2 separate regions of the Sus scrofa genome follow, and region 1 is linked to region 2. The links are chromatin contacts, called in public HiChIP or PLAC-seq maps. All regions are on one chromosome and are shown on one strand. Each heading gives the region's core, a stretch centred on a gene start, on an enhancer-like site or on the middle of the called end of the contact. The rest is flanking DNA. Distances are from core to core; before and after follow the strand shown.

The links. HiChIP or PLAC-seq counts read pairs in DNA pulled down with a chosen protein or histone mark.
Region 1: an H3K27ac HiChIP or PLAC-seq map of skeletal muscle shows a contact between it and region 2. The contact joins two enhancer-like sites. A contact is called at or near these places in 3 of 47 Hi-C or Micro-C datasets (embryonic fibroblasts, fetal skeletal muscle and heart right ventricle) and 1 of 2 datasets of contacts at active chromatin or transcription factors (skeletal muscle).

The regions. Positions count from the first base shown.
Region 1 is chr2:130,372,405-130,378,797 of Sscrofa11.1, reverse strand. MEGF10 (multiple epidermal growth factor-like domains protein 10) reads right to left here. Exons shown (of 27, transcript XM_021084704.1): 15 at 2,904-3,050; 16 at 1,614-1,748; 17 at 968-1,096. Among named protein-coding and RNA genes, the nearest start is that of PRRC1, 68 kb to the left of the region's middle. Within about 2 kb of position 4,352, at least 7 of the 83 cell types and tissues checked have an H3K27ac peak or open chromatin away from gene starts, as enhancers often do. A contact at or near this core is called in skeletal muscle, where this site is marked.
Region 2 is chr2:130,240,234-130,246,479 of Sscrofa11.1, reverse strand. All of the region lies in intron 1 of MEGF10 (multiple epidermal growth factor-like domains protein 10), which reads right to left. Among named protein-coding and RNA genes, the nearest start is that of MEGF10, 17 kb to the right of the region's middle. Within about 2 kb of position 2,034, at least 6 of the 83 cell types and tissues checked have an H3K27ac peak or open chromatin away from gene starts, as enhancers often do. A contact at or near this core is called in skeletal muscle, where this site is marked.

The DNA.
Region 1 (6,393 bases), core at 3,103-5,602, 130 kb before region 2:
GTGAAAGTACCCAGGTGAATGAAAGAATTGGTTTACAGTAAAAACTTCATTGGAAGAAGCAGGAAATAATCAAACTAAATCATTAGGGATCACGGCCCATTGAAGAGTAATCAGAACTTCTGATAAGGTATCTGTGAAATAATGTAAGATTATGGGGTAAAATGATTTGATTTACCAAAGAATTACTCTTTATTCATATTAATATTTCGATATAACTACTTGAAAAAAGAAATACAATTCCTTTCTTTCTTTCTTTTTTTTTTTTTTTCTTTCTTTTTACAGCTGTACATGCAGCATATGGAAGTTCCTGGCTGGGGACAAACTGGAACTGCAGCTGCAGGCTTATGCCACAGCCACAGCAAGGTGGGTAAAAGCTGTATCTGCAACTTATGCTTAATCTTGTATTAACACCGGATTCTTAACCTACTGAGAAAGGCCAGGGATTGAACCTACATCCTCACAGAGACTACATTGGTTCTGAACCTGCTGAGCCATAATGGGAACACAATTTCTATATGGTTATCCAGTAGGGAATGTGACCCAATAAAGACCATAAATAAATCTGAAGTAACTTAAAAAAAGAAAAAAAAAATTCTCCCATAGTTGTGTGTACCATTTTTGCCCAAGAGCAAGGGAAAAATAATAGCCGACATTTGTGAAAATCTGAATGGATTTTTTGGGTATAAGACCCTCCACGTTTAACAGATGGAGAACCAATGAACTGTAAATAAACAAAATGCTACTGCCTATTTAGGTTCTTTCCAAGATACGAGCTGGATTTAAATATAGGACCAGAGGACCATTTCATAGGGCTCTTAATGGGGGGTCAGCATTTAAAATTAAAATAATAAATCTTATAATTATTCACATATTTTTCTTGATTATTTAAACACTCAAACTTCAGTCTTAAAGAATTTGAACACAACGTAAATAGATGGTCGATGAATCGTTTCCAAACAGGACTTACGCTGAGAGCAGTCGCTGCCGATCCACCCCGGATAACACTGACAAGATCTGTCAATGGGGTTACAGGTTCCATTGTTGGTACAGGTACAGATTCCCGCACAGTTTTTTCCAAATCTGCCACTGGGACACACTGTGAATAAATTATAGGTCAGAAACTCACAACTGTATCTCATCTCACAGAACCCTAGACTCTCGGGATGGGAAAGGATTTTAAAACTCATCAACCCAGTTGTGCATTTGGTAGCTGCCTCCCCTCAAGAGCATCCCTCATCCTGAATGGGCTCTTTTTTTTTTTTTTTACAAATGTCTGAAGCCAAAGATCCTCATTAAGGCATCACAAACCAGGAGACATCACCGAATTGCTAGAAATCTTCATGGCTTCTTGCTCAGGGAGTCAAAATCTCTCCGCATATTGATTTTTCATGGAAGGCTGTTTCCAATTAAAAGTGAAGACCAGCACAGCTCAGAGAATAAAGAGATCTAGAGTGGCAAGCCAGATTTTTCAAAGCTCAGTCATCTTTACAGAAGCTGCAGACCAGAAGGCATGGCTAGCCGCTAGCCGAAAACGCATCCTTTGGGAAGCCTGAGGACAGCTGCATGGGGCTTGCTCACCACCACATTTTTCTCCCAAAGCCTGTGCACCCTACCTTCATTGCAGAGGGCGCCTGTGAAGCCAGGCAAGCAGTCACACAGGCCTGTGATGTGGTGGCAGGGCCCACTGCTGTGCACACACTGCGGGCACGTCTGGCTGCAGCGATGCCCATAAAATCCAGGGGAGCAGACTGAAAACAGAAAGGCATTAGACATTTCTCTTCCCTAAGATGTGTTTCTTTCATATACCATGTAAGGATCTAGTTCAACTTTGGGGTTAAAGAAATTCTTTTTAAGGGTGCTGAGAATTTTCCAAGTATAAAACAAGAACAAAAGGAACAAGAGCGCTCTTTAATAATGAAAGAAGCCAGTAAACTCTGAATTGCTTGAGGGCAGGCAAATGTCTTCGTTCTCTTTATTTTCCTATTTATGGCCCCAATTAGCTCGAAGTCTGGCATAGAGCAGGGGCTTGAAGAATTTTTGTTGAGCAAATAAAAAAGAAATAAAATTCTAAATACTAGCAAGGCCCAAATAAATACTCTCAAGCCAATGTTAATCTTTTATTCTTTAAGAGTCATTACTGGCAATAAATGTATGTACAGTCAGAATTAAAAGATTGTTTCTCCTCAAAATGGTCCAGGTTAATGATTGTGATTAAAAAGAGAAGAAGCAAGATGCTTCATAATTAGATTCTTTCCAACACTATTTGGATTTAAGTATGGAAGGACAGCATAGAACTCTTAATTAAAAAAAAGTAATTTAAAAAATAGAATACGGTACACTATAATTAATCATGTATTCCTTTCTTGATTACTCTCCCTAAAAGATTTCTTGAAATGTTACGGATTGCTCCCTAATTCAAAAAGTCTCCTGACCAGTGTCAACAGCCCCCATTTTCAATACCACAAGCCTACTTTCCCCAGAGCACTGGCTTTCAGACTACCACAGGATGCATGCTTTGCCGCAAGGTTTGGCTGATGTTGACTTCTGGTAATTGAGGTAAGACCAATGCCAAAATAGCTGAATAAAATATTCACAGGTCAGTGGATTTCTGGAACACCATTTGCAAGGTTTAAGGCAGGACTGAGAAACCGATGGCGCTGCCAGAGAGGCAATAAAATCATTACAGAGAAGAAAGAGCTAATGCCCCATCTGTCAGGTGAGTCCCAAAGGTTGGAAAGAATGAAGCCTTTGGGGCAGGGCTATGGAGGGAGGACAGCTCTGCCAAGAACAGAATGACCTATGATGCTCTCCCTGCCCTCAAGGGCAACAGAACTGTGAATTGAGGGGCAGAACAGGGGATCTGAGAAGGGAAGATGGAAGCTGTCCCCTAAAGAGACACTTACTCCGCTGACAGGTGGTGCCTCGGAACCCCGGTGCACACTCACAGATGCCGTCATCCGGGGAGCACGAAGCCCCGTTTTTACAGTAGCAGGGCAGGGAGCAGTTGGGGCCCCAGCGACCCTCAGCACACACGCTGTCACAATGGACACCTGAAACAAGGCACAAGGGCGAGGCTGAGTGACAGTTCGTGAGGGTGGGCATCTGGAATGCTAAGTGAGAAACCAGGACCAAGGTCATGGTCTCAAAACTGACTGACTCCGGGCAGCAGTGGGCAGGGATGCTATGAGGTTTAAAGTCCACTTATACACATCAGTACATCATCATATGTTATATCATATATCATATCATCTTAGCATTAAAATAATCCCAGCACTATTTTCTATGGCTCATGAAGAAGGGATAAAATTTCTTTGTTTTATTGATTTTTCTTCCTTAGGAGGAGAGAGCAGAGAAGAAGCCCAAGGGTTCTGTCTATGGAAGGCAAAATTCATCAAAAATACTGTATCATGGAGCCCTTAGTGACTTCCTCTCTCTCCCACTCTGTTTTTATAGAGAAATAGAGCAAAAAAAGATAGGGTGAAGCAAAAGGTGGTTAAATTGTTTACACAAAGAAAATCTTCCCCCGAAGCACACAAATAAACACAATCTTAAAATATTTTGAAAATACATTGTGTAAGACAGAAAAATATACAAATCTGTGCCACCAAATTCATCTTTAAACATTTAATCTGCCCTGAGGCAGATGCGGGCAGAATATCACAAATGATGTTACTTATAGCTGTAATCCCTAGCTGTCTGAGCTAGGGATTATTATGGATCCATATGCAGGTGTTTAACTCTCAATCTGGAAAGACAGAAACTTCAGAGTTGGTCATGAGTGAACAAATGCCTAAAGGAAACACAAAGAAATTCCAAAGCTGAAAAAAAAAAAAAAACAACCACTAGGTTTTATTTGAAGTAAATGGAAGTCTCTTTTGTCAATTCGTATTCAAAATACCATAGGGGCCTCTTTCTTCTAAGTCAGAATACTTCCCAACTCAAAGAAATGCTCTTTGCATTGAGAGGCAATAAGAATGAGTTATAATTAGTACTGCTGGCCTCAGACCCAGTGAAAACACAGGAAGAACAAGCACGCTTCCACTCGGAGGATTCCAGCACACAAACCCTACAGGGCCCCAAAGAGGCTGACAAGGCCATGGGTTGTATTACAGTTTTTGCTCCTAAACTGATTAGGAGAAAAGTTACCGTGGCCTGAACCTTCACACAGAAGCAGCCCCAACCCATAACGTGAACCTTGCTAATGGGTGGGCAGTTGTTTCTACTGAAATAACTCCTCTTTTGATTGTCTCTGCTTTTCTCCATCTGAAAGTCTCCCACACACTACAGGCAGTAAAGCAGGCATGAGAGAGCAGAGACCTCATTGTGTCTCCCTTGAACTGACAACACACTGTTATTTTAGCTTGGACTGCTGGCTGAAGAAAGGCGATCAGGCCTGTTCGAAGCCAATGGGGGTTTAAGTGTTCCCCAGAGAGTCAAATACAGCATTTTGGCCTGCCATGCTTTTTTTTTTTTTTTTTTTTTTTTTTTTTTTTCTTGAGTTCACACATATTCGATCTTTTTCTCCAAACCTCTTTTGAAAAATTGAGATGAAATTGCAAATTCTATGTCCCCAAAAGTGACAAAGCAGCCACAGTGTCTTATCTGGTGTTTTGATTCTGAGCTCTCCTAAGCAGAAACACCAAATCAGTTGAGCAGTGCATTACTTTCCAAAGGAGGCTGCAAACCTAAAGGCTGTTCTGCAAAGTGGAGAGACATGCCCATAAAGGTAACCTGCCATGGGCTTCACTCTCTCTTCAAGTTCAGGTCCTGAGCTCTGATCATGAGCCAGGACACCTATTTAACAGCAGCTAAAATGCGACAGCTGCTTCCGAGATCCAGACAACCCTGGCCGTTTTGGTCTGGAGCTACTCGGGCAAATCCCACTGAGGATTCCATAGAAGTGGAAGCTGAGGGACTATCTGGTTAATCTGAAAACCATCCTGAAAAAAATAAGTCCTGAGTTTTGACCATGTTTTGTGGGGTGGGGTTTGGGGGAGGCAGATACTCATCCATCTCTGATGATTTAGTTTGTTAACTTCTTACCAAATCTCTACATTACACTTAACGAATGCAGTGAAGATGGAATGGAATATATTTCAGATTGAAAAGTATATGCTACCTTTTCACATTAGAGATGATCATGATTGATGTATTAATTAGCACATTCTCAATCAGAGCAGGTTAAGAAAAATGACTCCAGGGCAGATTGGCAAATCAGAATAAAGTGATCCTTTATTTCTCATCTGTTTCCTCTTCTCTAATAGGTTTGTCCAGCTGATTAGCATAACTACCAGTTACAATCAACTTTATCGAGTAATTTTCACAAAAGTAACAAGGTCCCCAGTAGAGCAATGAGATTCATTGCAAAGATAACCTGGTTTCACATGATTTATCCATCATTTCATTTCCAGAGTCACAGGGAATTGCAGAGATCATCTATCAGACCTTCTGTCCCCAATCATAGGAGCATATATCAACAGAAACAAGCTTATTTTTAAATAATGTTTATTTTAGAACTGCAAAGGAGTCTTTCCTTGTGAAGTAAATTATAACAATTCTATTATCACTGCCCCCTAAAAATTCAGTTCCTTTTCTTTTTCTCTGTCATGAGTAAAAGTGAGTCATCGTTTTGCAGATATTAATCTATCCTTTTGCAGATATAAATCTATTTGAAGACACATATAAAGCATGTCTCCGTCACAGGGCAACTCCAAGAAAAGGAATGAAGCTGTGTTTTTTCCTCTTGCTGCACCATTTCCTCCTACTGCTACTCCTCCCCTTTGGGCCTCTGTGCCCTCCTCTATCATCTCTAACTTCATCTAATAGTCAGAAAAGGCTAAGGCAAATTTATTACTGCCGAGGCATTATCTTCTATAGAAAAATATTAATATTTTAAGAGAACATACATGTTAAGAGCCTAAGAAGTAAATCTCTAATTGTGGAATTTCAGGCAGTGAGGCTCATGCAGAGCGATATTGGGATAAATGCTTCTCTAGGTAACACCTGGTATATGGCCGACTATGTGACCTCTGTATTAGGCTAACCTCACAGTGAATATTTCTCCAGGATAAGGAATTCTAAGTTTGCTTTAACCATTTTTTTTGGGGGGTGGGGGGGCTGTGTGTTGTGTGTGTGTATACTCCTTAATTATTTCCAATGATCTCATCCTACTCTTTGCTAACCTTGCTGAAGTCCTATATTTTTGTTTCCTTGCTTGTCAAGGACAGAAAAGAGAATTCCATTCAATAAACATTTAAGAGGTCTCAAACGCTTGCTTGCTGATGAGAAGTTCCCTAAGAGCTCCATTTCCAGAGTAGTAATGGCCTTGGAAGAGGCCCGACCACCAAGCCTGGGGATCGTGGACAAGGGAGGAGAGAGCTTGTGAAGGTGGAG
Region 2 (6,246 bases), core at 785-3,284:
GAGCACGGCGAGAGTGAAATCAACCAATTCTGAAATTATATAAAGTCCATTGCCGAATAAGAAAAAAGAGCTATTTCAAAGCAAAATTCCTTCAAAAGATAAAATTACACAAGTAATGGGTTTTGTGGTATTACAGACAAAGGAGCTATATGTTAAAATATCTCAAAGCAATTTGGCAATGATTTTTTGGCGATGATACCAAAAGCACAAACAACAAAAGAAAAACCAGAGACATCAGACTTCGTAAAAATTAAAAACTTGGATGCATCAAAGGTCACTGTCAACAGAGTGAAAAGGCTACCCACGCAATGGGAGAAAATATTTGTGAATCATATATCTGATAAGGGACCCATATCCAGAACATTAAAAAAACAAAAAATCCTACAACTCAGCAACAATAAAATAAACAACCTGGTTAAATATGGGCAAAAAACTTAAAGATATACTATTGGTCAATATGCACAGGAAAACACATTCAACATCACTAATCAAAAAAGCAAATCAAAACCCACAATGAGATAAGATATCCCTGCACGGGAGTTCTCGTTGTGGCTCATCAATAATGAACCCGACTAGTATCCATGAGGACGCAGATTCAATCCTTGGCCTCCCTCAGTGGGCTGAGGATCCGGTGTGGCCTTGAGCTGTGGTGTAGGTCGCAGATGTGGTTCAGATCCTGCGTGACTGTGGCTGTGGTATAGGCCTGCAGGTGCAGCTCTGATTGGACCCCTAGACTGGGAACCTCCATATGCCTCGAGTGCGGCCCTAAAAAAACAAACAAAAACCAAAAAAAAAAAAAAAAAAAAAAAAAGAGAGAGCGAGAGATCTAGAAGTAAGCTAAGTTCTAAGGAGTAAGTAGCAAATGTCTGCCCAAGAGGTAGGGACTTTTTGTTTGCTTTTTTTTTTTTTTTTTTTTTTTTCCTTGTCTTTTTTAGGGCTGTTCCCAGGGCATATGGAGGTTCCCAGACTAGGGGTCTAATCGGAGCTGTAGCCGCTGGCCTGTACCACAGCCACAGCAACACTGGATCCAAGCGGCATCTGCAACCTACACCACAGCTCACGGCAATACCAGATCCTTAACCCACTGAGCAAGGCCAGGGATCGAACCCACAACCTCATGGTTCCTAGTCAGATTCGTTAACCACTGAGCCATGATGGGAACTCCTTGTTTGCTTCTTTTTATCACCTGTCTGCATAAGCAAAACACACATTCACTCATTCTTCCATGGATCTTGAGACCCATAAGCTGGTTGCTAGAACTCAAGGGTAGAAGGAGAGAAACTTCAGCAAACAATAACAACAGGGCATTCTGTGTCAGCCCAGTACCCCTGCAGCCTCTTCTGCAGGATCTGAGCGGAGGGGGACCAGAATGTCACCTCTGTGCCCACCCAGAGAGCTCTAAAACAGATCACAATTCCTCCAGAACCCACAAACCGAAGCCAAAATAGACCATTTAGCTCTCTCTCGACTTTAAGCAACCGGAAACCAAAGGGCATCCAACACGGTGAAGCCGCCATGCCTTTCAGAGTCCCAGCTCTGCCCCACGTCCACCCGAATTCAAAACTCCAATTGGCTGGTTTAACGTAGAATATGAACAGACTTAGGGAAGTGGGCCTGTGTGTGCTTTTGCTCTGTGAAGTGCTACGGAATGCGAGCTTTGGGAGTAACTTGCCTACCTCGATTTCAATTCTAAATTTCTCAACTTGGATTTTTCTGGCTCAAAACAAAGTAGCTTTGCTTTGGGGTTCTGTTCTCCCCGCCCCCCTCTCCTCTAAGGACTTAAGAAGTAAGATGACACAAAACAATGCCTTTTTGAGGGTAGAATGCAGAGCTCAATCCCTTCTGGCAGGTACTCCTACAGACCAGTTGTTATTTATAATACCTATAAGGGAGAAAAGAGATTAAAAGATCAAGCCCCGCTGCACTTCCCTACAAAGCCGGCCACAGCTGTACCAGGGCTTTGGAGCAACTGGTCCGCGAGGAGACAGCGAGCCTTCTGTTGTCCTGTGGGGTCTGCTCAGGTCACTGCATGTGGCGTGGATTAGAGGGTCCTGGTTCTCTGTTACCCAGAGGGCCAGGACTGGGCTTTCCAGGCCACTCTCCCGAACTGGGGCTTTGTGCCATCACCTGGCACTCTTTCCAGGGTCTCTTGGGGGAACAGCAGGCGCTATCAGGCTTCAAATGCTAACAATTTCTTTTTAAAATTTGCGTATAAATTTTTTAAAAAGAGAGAGAGCAATTCATTTTCACCCTTTTTCCTGAAGATCTGTCCTAATGAAGTGAAAGAAAACATATCCATCATGAACGGAAGAAGGGAGTTGAGACTTGGTCTGGAGTTGGCTCCAAATGGGGACTGAGCTACAGTTGCGCTTTAAGTTCCATGTGTCGGAGCCAGGCTGCAACATAACCAGGAGCCACCGCAGAGGAAGAGCCCCAAGGAAAGCAGCTGTCTCCAAACTCAGCCTCGGCTTTTCCAGGGCAGAGAAGGCAGAGGAGGAGCCAATTCTTCAAGTCACACTGTTGTGCTCCCTCCATTTGGTATCGAGATCTGTTGCCACCGTGCAGCTCTGGTTCCGCTGGGGGTGCTGCCAGTGAGGAGCCTTCAGCTCTCCTGGTCTCACCTGCCCACTCAGCCACACCCTACACTCCAGACACCCCCAGAGGCTTCCCTATCAAGTTCATGGGGTTGGGAGTTCCTGCTGTGGCAGAGTGGGTTAAGAACACGACTGCAGTGGCTCCTATCCCTGTGGATGGGCAAGTTTGATCTGCATTCCTACCCAGTGGGTTAAAGGATTCAGCATTTGCCACAGCCCTGTGTAGTTGCAGCTGCCGTTTGGATTCAATCCCTGGCCCAGAAACTCCATACGCTGTGGGTGCAGCCATTAAAAAAAAAGACAAAGGTTATACACACACACACACACACACACACACACAAAGGTTCAAGAGGTTGCAAACAGCTTTTTTTCTTTTCTTTTTAGGGCCTCACCTATAGCATATAGAAGTTTCCAGACCAGGGGTCAAAACGGAGCTGCAGCCACAGGCCTACACCACAGCCATGTGTCTGTGACCTATGCCACTTGCAGTAACGCTTGATCCTTGACCCACCAAGGGAGGCTAGGGTTTGAACCGGAATCCTCATGGACTCTGTGTCAGGTTCTTAACCTGCTGAGCCACAAGAAGAACTTCACAAAGAGCCTTTTTGACCTTTTCATCTCAAATCAGAAATCAGGCACAGAAGAGATTTATGATACCTACAATAAAACGGTGGCAAATTGAGATCTCAAGTCGAGAGCTTTTGGCTCCAGATGCACTGCTCACCCCATCAGCCTGGACTTCCTCGTCGAGCTCTAGGGGGACACTATGCCCCTTCACTCTAGAAGCATTTATTTGTTTCACACAAGGCCACTGACCTTGAGATTTAGGGACAATGACCTAGAGATTGACATCACTGTTAATGCTTTTCATTGGCACCAAGACAAGAAAACACACACACACACACAAATCGCTTCGAAGTGTTACAATTCTAAAAGTGGGCAGCTACACTCATGAGAAATGGTGGAATTTCAAACTTGGGTGATTTCACCACCTCCCACAACTCAGCATAAAGTACATCTAAGGTAAAACTTGAGCCAAGCCAATGAAGCGAGACTCCCCCAAAGTTAATCTCTCCTTAAGTAATTTTGCTTCATCTGGACTTCTTTCCTCTAACCATGGGGTCCCTGCTGAGCCTTCAACAATGATTCCGAGGCCTGACACTGACCGCCTGCAGGCGTCTTCACTTTCCCTCGCTGCTCAGCTGCCAACAACCCCTGGGCCACAAAGAAAGGGTGGGACGGTCCCTGCCCAGGGCTTTTTCTTTGTGGGCACAGTGGCCAGAGGCAGGCAGAGGTCATCTCCTCACGTCTCAGGGAGCACACCAGGCAAGACACTGCACTGTGGTCCCCAGTACACATTGAAGAGCTTTGCTCTGCCTGGGGTCTTACTTGTGATACATCCAAGTCCTAGACAGAGACTGGGAAGCTGCTTTTGTTTTCAAGAACTGGGTTCTTAGAACGTGGTGACAAAACTTGCCTGGCTTCCAAAGCCCTGTAGTTACTGACTGACACTTTGTTCCGAAATCCTGCCTGTCGGGCCGTGGTTGCCATCCTCCTCAGCAGTGGAGCCTGACACACTCACCATCAAAGCAAACAGACAGGGCATGCTGGCCACCATGCAAACGGGTCTCCCTTCTGTGCCAGCAAATGAATCCACAGGCCACTGGGGCCCTAATGACATGGCCTCGTTTTCACAAAGGGAACAACCCGGCCAAGAAATGAAAGATGCTTTTCTGAACGCTCCAACTAGATGAGCGTTTCCTTAGAGCAAGCTAATAAGAAATCCTTCATCCATGGAGAGAGTTAACATCTCTGTCTGCCGCAGCTGAACTCTGTACATTCAGAAAGAGCAGCGTTTTGTCCTTCCAGGAGAGGGCCACATATAAGCGTACACTTAAAATTCTAAAAGCAAATATAGGGGACCACTTTCAGAAGCTCTCTGGATTTCATCACAACACAATACCCTCAATCAAAGAAAATCATGCTGGAAGGTGACACCTGGACCTAGAGGGCTAGCTTATAGGATGACAAGCTGGAGCATAAACGTTAAACCCCACAGCAGTGATGGGCTGTGGGGAGGTCCTCCGAACAGTCCCCAGGGGCTGCACAAACAAAACTACAAAGCATCATTTACATCCTGCCTTGAAAAAAAAAACTGGCTAGGGTTTGTTTGTTTGTTTTCCCCAGCCTTAGCTTGGCAGAGCTCCACATCATAAGCTTTTTTGTTTTTGTTTTTGTTTTGGAACAGCGGAAGAAAAGTGCCTTTGCTCCAGGCTGGTCTTCACCAAAATAAAAGCAGACCATCTGTCTAGCTCTGCTGAGGAACTCTCTGCACCCGAGTCCTTGGCTGGGCTTGGGTACAGCCCTCACCCTTCCTGACGGAGGGTGTCTTCTTTCCGGTGGGAGGAACCACCTGACTTCTCCCGGCCCAGGTGAACTGCCCCCTCGCGGCACAGCCCCCATTGCTGGCCCTCCCCTCATGCTCACCCCTTCAATTCCCCTGCCTCCTATGAAAGAACAGCTAGGAGGCCAACTATTCAAAACCTGAGAGTCCAAAGTATAAATCATCCACCTCCTGCCTCACGCCACATCCTCGGGACAGTGCTTCTCACTGGATGCTGACTGTGCACCACTCATCAGCACCTCCGCTAGAGGAGACAGGGTCTTGGGAAGTTTTAATCAAGCAATGATGCTACCTCGTGGCCTTACTGCTGTACCAGGGGAGACAAGGTCAAGATGACCCACTCGAATGAGAATTAGGTCTACAGTCAGGTTTTCTTCTTCCTGTTATTCTCTTGTCCCCTCTAGTTCTGAATAATCTCAAAATTAGTCAGATCCACAATAAGAGGAAGGAAGGAAGGAAAGGGAGGAAAGAAAAAGAGAAAGTTTCTATGTCTTGGTCTGCTCAGGCTGCCATAACAAAATACCACAGACTGAGTGCCTTAAACATCAGAAATCTGAGAAGTTCAAGACCTAGGTACAAGTCAACCCAATTTCAGGTGAGACTGCTCCTTCTGGCTCCCAGATGGCCACCTTCTCATTGCATCCCTACATGACAGAAAGAGTGTCCTCTTTTTATAAGGGCCCCAGCTCTACTGCATTAGGGCCACACACTATGACCTTATTCAACCTTTATCACCTCCCCACAGGGCCCAACTCCAAACAAAGTCACACTGGGTGGGGGTGGGGGGGAATAGGACTTTAACATGTGAATCTGGGGGGGGACAGAGCTCAGTCTCTTGCCCTATGCTTCACCACTTGGGGACTGCAAGATAAATGATATATATCGTATGTGCTCAAGAAGTTTATATTCTAGACTCGATGTGTACTAAAAATAGAAGGGCCCACCACCTTTAGACAGCCACTTCCCACAAGCTCCACTGTGTGGAGCTATGACATTTTGTTTCTCCATCCTCCAGTCATCAGTTGGTGGGCATTTGGGTGGTTTTCACCTTTTGGTTGTTGTGAATAATGCTGCTATGAACCTTGGTGCACAGGTTTTTGTTTGAAACCCTCTTCTTAAATCTGCTGACATCTCACTAGGGAAGGATAAATTCATTAACTAAAAGCCTCATCCTAATTCTGTAGTAGAGATAGAAAATGTTTCTCTTAGTAAAATGCCATTGTCATTAAAAAATGTGCAGATCCGGGA